2 separate regions of the Sus scrofa genome follow, and region 2 is linked to region 1. A link is a contact called in public HiChIP or PLAC-seq data. All regions are on one chromosome and are shown on one strand. The core of a region is the stretch at or near the end of the contact, and the rest is flanking DNA. Distances in the headings are between cores, read along the strand shown. Region 1 overlaps RBMS3 (RNA-binding motif, single-stranded-interacting protein 3). Region 2 overlaps RBMS3 (RNA-binding motif, single-stranded-interacting protein 3).

Region 1 (4,823 bases), core at 2,259-4,758:
CATTGAAAAACTTATGGTCTCTGGAGGAGACAGCTTGGGGGGTGGGGGGATGTACTTGGGCTGTGGGATGGAAATCCTGTGAAATTAGATTGTTATGATCATTATACAAAATAAATAAATAAATAAATAAAATAGAACACCAAAGGTGTCAGATGTTGGGGAGGGGGGATTGATCATCTATACTGCAACTGCAACACTGAGAGGTAGTAGAAATAAATTATAAAGAGGCTATTAAAAAATAATTAAATAAAAAAAAATCAGAAAAGGATATTTAAAAACATTGAAATATAGTTTATTTACAATGCAGTGTTAGTTTCTGGCATACAACAATGTGATTCAGTTATACATATATATTCATGTTCATATTCTTTTCCCTTATAGGTTATTATAAAATATTGAGTATAGTTCCCTGTAGTACACAGTAGGTCCTTGTCATTTATCTATTTGATATATAGTAGAGCGTATATGTTAATCTCAAACTCCTAATTCATCCAAAGTTTTGTCTGTCTGTGTTTCTGTACTGCAAATAAGTTCATTTGTATCTTCTTTTTTTAGATTCCACTATAAATGATAGCATGTGATATTATATTTGTCTCTCTTTGAAAAGAGGAGATCTTTTCCTCTCTGCTAAAGACAGGACAGAAAACATCAGTTCATAGAAAATTGCATAATAAGAAATGTCATTTATGACTGCCCCTCTGCGGCTTCCATTTCCCATCAGAATCTGAGATTGACAATAGGCCCCTTCCAGAGGGTGACTTTTCTTGATTTTTATGACTTTTTCCCTGAGATATAAAAAATGCCTAGGCAAAACCCCCAAGTCAAGGATCTAGAGAATCATAGAGCCTAATGAAAAGCTCTTCACAGGTTATTATCAACCTGTTCTGCCACTGTATCATTTTATTGCCCCTCCTCCTTTATTCTGCAGGCACTGGCATCAGGGAATCTCACATCTCTGGTTCCTATGAATGAAAGGACTGTATGCCCTTGAGCCCCACATTTCTCTGCAGTACTGATAGGTCAACAGCCCCATGACTGTCCACACTGACAAACTGTGTTCATTTTCCAGAAACATTAAAAGTTTTTTTAAAATTCAGCAATTTAATAGTTCTGCTTTAAAATACACAAACCCATGGAGATCCCCCAAAACCTGGAGCTCATGAATTTGTCCTAATTTTCATTTTAATGCTAGCAATTTAAAATTCTCATTTTAGCAGTAGTCGGTGTGAGGAGAGGGGCAGAAGAAACAAGACAAGGAGGCATGTGACTGTTTCAGAAAATGACACAGATTCTTACTGCCACATAGAGGCCCCTGACTGGATGTGAAGAGAAAGCGTGGGGGCAAATTCTAAACAAAAACTACAATCATATCAAAAGAACAGAGCCAAGGATGAGCAACAGGTTAACAGTAGACTTTCAATCTTAGAAAGGTCAGCTTGGCTTATGCTGAGGTAGAAATTTTGGTGACGTGTTAGAAATGTAGAATTGGGAGTTCCTGTCGTGGTGCAGTGCTTAACGAATCCGACTAGAAACCATGAGGTTGCGGGTTCAGTTCCTGGCCTTGCTTCGTGGGTTAAGGATCCAGTGTTGCTGTGAGTTGTGGTGTAGGTTGCAGACGCGGCTTGGATCCTGCATTTCTGTGGCTCTGGCATAGGCCAGTGGCTGCAGCTCCGATTGGACCCCTGGCCTGGGAACCTCCAATATGCCGCGGGAGGTGCCCTAGAAAAGACCAAAAAAAAAAAAAAAAAAAAAAAAGGAGAATTGTAAAGTGATGTTGTATGGTATACAGAGAATAGAGCATAGGATTTGAGTTACAAACACTCATTTTACCACTTGACTAATTGCTTGGTCTCTGGGCCGTAGATGCAGCTCACTGTCCCAGGATCCCAGGCTGCTGGCTAAGTGAGGTAAGGACGTTCATTAAACATCCTGCACAGAGTTGCACAGACAGGCACCCTCAACCATACCAGGGGTTTCACATAAGTTCATTAAAGAAACATTTTGCTTGACTGCAGGACATATTTTTATAATTCACAAAGGATAGTAAAATCAGTTTCCAGAAAATATTCTTAAAACCAAATTTTCACACAAAAACCACTCATTGGGCCGAGGGAAGTGGGGACAATAGAAAAGAATAAAATTATCTTCAACAAATGCTACTCTTCCCCCCACTCCCATGTTAAAACAATTCTCTATTATCTGATGAAATGACATAAGTTCCCCTGGTGCTTTGTAACATGGAAAATAGATAGCACACTGCCCAAATAATCAGACTTAGACCCACCCAGGAAGAAAGATCTGCCTCAAGATTTGCTGTTATTTTCATCATGGGCCAAGTTTCAAAAAGAGTCCATTCAATGCTGCCCCCGTTTTTTCCGAGTTATCCTCTGAGAGCCTATATGCATGCCTGTCTAAATCTCAACACTTTCTACAAACTAACTCCACCTTTCATGTTAAATGGAAAAAATGAAAAGCAAAGTAAGTTACTCTGCACACCTGATCTTTGTGATGTGGGAGAGAAGACACCTCCCCCAGTCTTGTGGTCCCTCCTCCCCTGCATGAAATCCCTAGGATGTTATCTTATCAAGTCTCCTGAGTTTAAACTCCATCTCTAAGTCATCTCTCCAGACTGGTCCTGCCCTTTCATTACCAGACTCATGGGTTCACCTGCTTACTCAGTATTTTCACATGCACATCCCAGAGACACTGCTCCCCACCCCCACTGACCCTTCCCAGCCCCATCTATCTTATAAATGGCAACTCTTTAGTGGCTCAGGTCCTCAAGTCTCAAGTCATCCTGGACTCCTCTCTTCCTTTTCTCTTCTACATTTGCTCATTAAGTTCCATCAATCCTACCTTCAAAATCATTCAGAATTCAGTCTTCTTCTCACCTGTGTGTGTGAAGCCCACTGGCCAGCCCACTGGCCTCTCTCTCCTGGGTTACAATAGCCTCTTCACTGGTCTCCCTGCTGCCACAGTAGCCCAACCATAGCACCATGTCAACTTATAAAGAGGAAAAACGAGGAACGAAGTGACCCCCCAAGAACACAGTGACTCTGATATTTACAGGCCACCCAAAAGTATATGAATTTTAACTTATTTAACAGTTATGCTACAGTTCACTTTCACTTTTTAAAAAAAGTGAGTCATTGTGCTTTATTATTTACCTTTTCTTCAGTCACTATGCTGAGCCAGAGATTTTTTTAATCACAAAAGACAATAGCTAATCCTTAGTATAAATCCATTCAAACTTTACAACAGTCCATCCTATTTATGAGGTTAAGAACAGGCATGCCAAAAATTAGAGCCTGTGTACGGAGCCATGGGAAGAGGGTGATCTTTGGAGGAGAGAACCGGATTCTGGCCTGGCTTTTGCTACAAGTTCATCCTGAGACCCTGGGTTAGTCATGTGACTGACCCCTCTTGGCACTGAAGTCCCTGCATCTGTTCGAAATGGTTGGATTAGGCAGTCTCTAAGGTCTCCTTCTGTTCCAACTTCCATGACTGTATTCATCAGGCAACTTTGTCGGCCAGGCTCCAAGTTCTTTGAGGCCAGGAACATGACCCAGTTATTCACACTCAGGCCAAATCCACAGACCCGAAACATTGAAACCGTCTTTCCAGACATGTTCAGGACAGATCAGAGAGCCAGCAAACGTAGAGAGAATCATTCCAGGAGCAGTCTCAGAGATGCATTCAACAATGGGCCAAAATTACATGTCAAGATGGTAGAGGTAGGGCTCATGAACCCAACTTGATTCCAATAAATAGGAAAGATGACACTAAGTTTTGGACAAGGTTATAATGAGAATTCATTCTTTGCAGACCTGGCTGCTCTCCGAGCTAACAAGCTGAGAAGGATGACCCAATATTTGGGAACAGTTACTTATGGAAAAGCTTAGGGCTTAAGGTTTCTAGGTCTTTGTGTGTCTTAGTGAAATCAACTGGGTTAAACATACTGAGGTCCACTTTGGGGAAAAAAATGATTGACTACAAAAGGTACATAATCATCCATGTATCTCAGAACACCTTAAAAACTTTATACAAAATATATGCAATAATCATTGCTATTTACAACAATTAAATATTTCAGGCCATGTTAATAGACAAGTATGTGCCTCAAATCCTGCTATTTGCATACTACTTTATACTAATCCATACATTTAAAAAATGACACTTCGTAGTTTTCAAGGCAGAGATCAGAAAAATATTTTCCTTGGAAGAGGTAAATCTCTTTTATTTCTGAATGTCCTCAGGTTAAGAATGTTAACAGCTCATGGATGAATTACATTAGAGCAATATATAATCGAGTGGCCTCTAGAACTCATGTTGCTTGCCTCTTTTCCCGCAAGGAAGTAAACATCCTGAAAGTGGACATACTGTCTATTTTCTTCACTGTTTTGTATTCAATGCCTGGCACAGAGCCTAACATGCAGGAGGTGCTCCAATATTTTTGATGAATGAATTAGTGTCCCTTGGCATATATTAAAATGGTTCCATAAACAATTGTTTATACTGAAGCAGAAATTAAGGCATCCCCATAAAGCATAACATGAATTCAGGCCAAGTAATAAAAAAACATGCAAGCAGCATCCTGATACTTCTTAGAAGCCTCCAAAGAAACAGTAACTCCTTGCACTCAGTTTCAGAAGTCCTAAAAACAAAAGCATTGATGTGCATGGTCTGACAGTTAAATGGATGAAGAGAAGTCACTGAGATGGACACATGACGGCGTTCCATCTTTGAGCTAATGTTTTTCCTTGAAGCAGATTCTATTCCTTTTTAGGACAGAGTGGACATCCACTACTGTTCCGTATTTTGGT
Region 2 (4,435 bases), core at 1,749-4,248, 220 kb before region 1:
AGAGATTTAGTTACACTTAGATTTTAGTGCCATTTCTCCTAAACAGAAATACTACATCAAGAGGTTTGAGTTTTTCTTTGTTTAATAGAATGATCCTAAACCCTCTAGTACCTTGTTCCTCCTAGTGTGGGAGGTCCACACTGCATCTGGGAGCTTAATGCAGAATCAAGAGCCAGCCTCAGCCCCACTGAATCAGAACTGGCAATTCAGTAAGATCTCCAGGTGGGTCATATTCATGGTCAAGTGTGAGAAACTCTGCCTTTTTTTTAATGTCTGTCATGGCTCGAGATGAGTAAATTTTCCATTGCACTGCTTTTAAAGAGATTCTTCATGTGTTTCTTAGTCATTCTGTTAATTACCTTTTCAGTTCCTATTTGAGGGCCACACAGCTTCTAATAGTCTCTGTAACATTAATATGCCTCCCACAAAGATGTTATAACCACAAATAGCCAGTACTATTTAGTTCAGTTGCTCAATAGTCTCCATAGGGTTTCTGCCTTTATCCACAAAAATCTCCTTTACCAAAAAATTTCCTATGTCATATTTTCACAGCAACCCTCAAAATGAAAGTGCTATTTCTCTCCAAATAATGTCTTGTTCATTGATGAGTATGAAATGGCTAGCACAGCCCAGTGTTGGAAGGGGGTACTGAATGCCTTATAAAGTAGTCAGAATCAGCACTTACGTGCCTATCACTATTATGTGTAAGGTGTTAAGTGTTAGAAATAAAATTTCAAAGAATTACTATTTGTTAGGCTCTTAAGGAATTTGCCAAAATGTGCTCTAAAGTTACTTTAAAAATGAAAGTTTTAGAAAGTTCTTTGATATCTTGGCCTTTTTTTTTTTTCTTTTCCTGAACTCTTGATTCAAATTTCCAACTGCTCACTGAACCTATAATCGCAAGCACCTCAAACAAACCATACCCCCTTTTTGAATGTGTTCTTCTCCTTCTATTCTCATAAGGCAATCTTTCTCCTCTTTTTCCCTCTTGGAATAATATGTAAAATTTGAGGTCATCCTTGCCTTCTCCCTCACCCCACATAACAATCCCATAATCAAGTCTTTCCAATCCCACATTATAATGTGTCCAGATGCTCTCTCTTTCATTCAGGGCTACTAGCCCATTCAGGGCTACTCCTCATTAGAAACACCTTCTGCATGTTATTAGTCCCCCCCCAACGTGAATCCTGCCTTTTCAATACAGAATTGAAAACAAAAGCAAAAACAAGAACCTACATGTCCCTTGCTGTAAAATGTGGATATAGGACTTGTGTTAACTGGAAGCACCTGCAAAGGACTTTGATTGTGAAGACAATTAAGAATGAGAAGTGGGTGGGGCATTTGGCATCTGTTTTGCTATCCAGTTGAGGTCAGAAATATCATGGTTTCAAGGTTTGCAACAGTGTGGTTTTAAGGCTTAGTGACAGGAGCACCTCTTTGGATCATGTAGCAAGAGATCTAGAAGAATATTATCTGCTAATCATCAGAATTTGTTATAAGATTGATCTATTAAAATTTTTCTTTCTATAGCAACTTATAATAAAAACATATGCTAATTTCATTGTTTTTCATTTCTTTTTGAAGGTAGATGGGGTGAGAAAATAAACTAGTACCATTCTTTTAAATACAGTTCTCTAGGTGATTTTATTTTATTTTATATTATTTTATTTGTCTTTTAGGGCCACACCCACAGCATTGGAGGTTCCTAGGCTAGGGGTCCAATCAGAGCTGTAGCTGTTGGCCTGCACCACAACCACAGCAATGCAGGATCTGAGCCGTGTCTGTGACCTACATCACAGCTCACGGCAACGCCAGATTCTTAACCCACTGAGCGAGGCCAGGGATTGAACCTGAGACCTCATAGATACTAGTCAGGTTTGTAAACCACTGAGCCACGATGGGAACTCCTCTCTAAGACATTTTATTTATTTATTTATTTGTCTTTTTGTCTTTTTAGGGCCGCAGCTGCGGCATATGGAGGTTACCAGGCTAGGGGTTGAGTCAGAGCTGTAGTCTCTGGCCTACGCCACAGCCACAGCAATGCAGTATCCAAGCCATGTCTATGACCCACACCACAGCTCAGGGCAATGCTGGATCCCCAACCCACTGAGCAAGGTCAGGGATTGAACTTGCAACCTTATGGTTCCTAGTCAGATTCGTTTCCACTGCGCCACAATGGGAACTCCATAAGATATTTTAAAAATTATTTCCTACTGTTTCTTGAAGGAAAACAAATATAACTTTGTGGCTGCTAACTGGTGAAGTGTCTATCATTTTTGGGCCTTAATGATATACCATTTTTTATTATTTTTCAAAACTTTGGTAACATAGAACTGCAAATACATTGAAATACACTTGCTGCAAAAATGCTCTTTCTGATTTTTCGACCAACAGCTAAAATTATACTATTGTATTAAAGTTATTCAAGAGAAAATATGCAGAACCATTTTTTTCTTCCTATATTTCCTCCCACCTTTTTCTTTTAGCACGCCTTCCCTTTCTCATAGATTATATGTATGTTAGGCAAGGAAATGAATGTTCAGCAAAATCAGGCCATTTGACTACTCAGGGGTTTTCAACATATACTTTTGCTTTATTTCATGCAAGAGCAAGCCCGAAGCCATCTGCCTGCCAACAGCTACATCCTTCATTCCATTACAGAGGCAGAACCCCCACCTCATCATTAAAAGGCAATCTTCAAAGGGACATTGTTTTTGCTTATTCCCGTCATGACAGATGTTTTCTATCATCTATCTCCACATGCTAACTCGTCGGCGAGGGTCGGCCCACCCCTCTCTGCAGCCAGCTGTGGAAATAGCTCCCATGTCATCCGTGGTAACACTCATTCTGTTCCTCTGACCTCACCAAAGACCACATCCGAGAGCAGGAAAAACAAATAGCCCTGATAACTTCCTTCCAAACATATCCAGGGAGGGAGATAGGCCGGCTCTAGACAAGAGCTCTTTACAAAGCACATCACAAAAGAGAGGCCAGCTTACTGGAAACACTCAAATGTCACCGAGCTAGCCAATTGGGGTAATCCCCAGATTAGGGAATAATGAAGCAATAGCATCTGAGGGTATGAGTCAGCTGAAAACATCTGGTTGACTCGGAACCACTTCAATTAGCCTGGGTACACATCAGTCAGTCACTTCTCTGGTTGTATAAAGTTCCAGAAATGTGAAATGTGAAATGTTTACACCACCAACTCATCCATCCCTTTGAAATACTGTGAAAAGACTATAATACAGTTCTTAAATGAATAGGCAATTAACTTGAATGGCTCTGTTATAGAATTATACTCTCATATTAGAATATATTTTGGGAACGAAAAATAATATGCTTTTTAAGAAGTACTCATCTTTGTCTTTCATCTTTAGTGAGTCAGAAAAAGGTCAGTGAAACTCACTAATTTGTTTCTGTAGTATTAAAACTTCTGTTTGACAAATTATTCTCAAATCATTACATTAATGTAGGATTTTAAGCAAAAATCCCCTAAGTTATTTTGAAAATGAATTAGGAAAAAACTTTAAAAAACAAGTAGGAAATATTCCATGTTTATTAAAAAATGTATTTCTCATTTTTTAACAATATGATTTTTATGAAAAGAGAGGAGAAACTTTCTTTTTTGGCTTTATTTTTAATAATTTATTATTTTTTACTTTACAAAATAGACACTCTCTAATATAAGTAATGTGACAAAATATCATTACTTTAGAGTAAATTTTTCTGTCTTTTTTCTTTTTAAGACTTTAGCTATGGCATTTGGAAGTTCCCAGGCTAGGGGTTTAATTGGAACTACAGCTGCCAGCATATGCCACAGCAACAGCAATGTCGGATCTGAGCTGTACCTGTGACCTACACCACAGCTTGCAGCAATGCCCGATCCCCAACCCACTCAGTGAGGACAGGGATTAACCTGCAACCTCATGGATACTAGTTGGGTTCTAAACCCACGGAGCCATGATGGGAACTCCTAGAGTAAAATTTTTTTTTTTTTTTTTTTTTTGCCTTTTCTTGAGCCGCTCCCGCGGCATATGGAGGTTCCCAGGCTAGGGGTCTAATCGGAGCTGTAGCCGCCGGACTACACCAGAACCACAGCAACACGGGATCCGAGCTGCGTCTGTGACCTACACCACAGCTCACTGCAACGCTGAACCCTTAACCCGCTGAGCAAGGCCAGGGACCGAACTCGCAATCTCATGGTTCCTAGTCGGATTCGTTAACCACTGCGCCACCACGGGAACTCCAATTTTTTAATTTGAGATTAATTCAGAACTTGATCTTTTTGAATTAATACATTGGGTCTTGAAAAAATAAGAATCTTGACTTCAGAATATAGCCAAATCAAAATTATTATACATTGCTCATATTATTTATGATGCTTCAATAATAAACTATCCCTATGTGTGGAAAATTATAAAAATATTAGTAT

Evidence for each region. HiChIP or PLAC-seq counts read pairs in DNA pulled down with a chosen protein or histone mark.
Region 2: a contact with region 1 is called in an H3K27ac HiChIP or PLAC-seq map of skeletal muscle, with 7 times the contacts expected there. The contact joins two enhancer-like sites. A contact is called at or near these places in 1 of 47 Hi-C or Micro-C datasets (embryonic fibroblasts) and 1 of 2 datasets of contacts at active chromatin or transcription factors (skeletal muscle).

What each region holds. Positions count from the first base shown.
Region 1 is chr13:16,152,931-16,157,753 of Sscrofa11.1, reverse strand. All of the region lies in intron 7 of RBMS3 (RNA-binding motif, single-stranded-interacting protein 3), which reads right to left. Among named protein-coding and RNA genes, the nearest start is that of TGFBR2, 630 kb to the left of the region's middle. Within about 2 kb of position 3,508, at least 11 of the 83 cell types and tissues checked have an H3K27ac peak or open chromatin away from gene starts, as enhancers often do. A contact at or near this core is called in skeletal muscle, where this site is marked.
Region 2 is chr13:16,374,539-16,378,973 of Sscrofa11.1, reverse strand. All of the region lies in intron 13 of RBMS3 (RNA-binding motif, single-stranded-interacting protein 3), which reads right to left. Among named protein-coding and RNA genes, the nearest start is that of TGFBR2, 410 kb to the left of the region's middle. Within about 2 kb of position 2,998, at least 13 of the 83 cell types and tissues checked have an H3K27ac peak or open chromatin away from gene starts, as enhancers often do. A contact at or near this core is called in skeletal muscle, where this site is marked.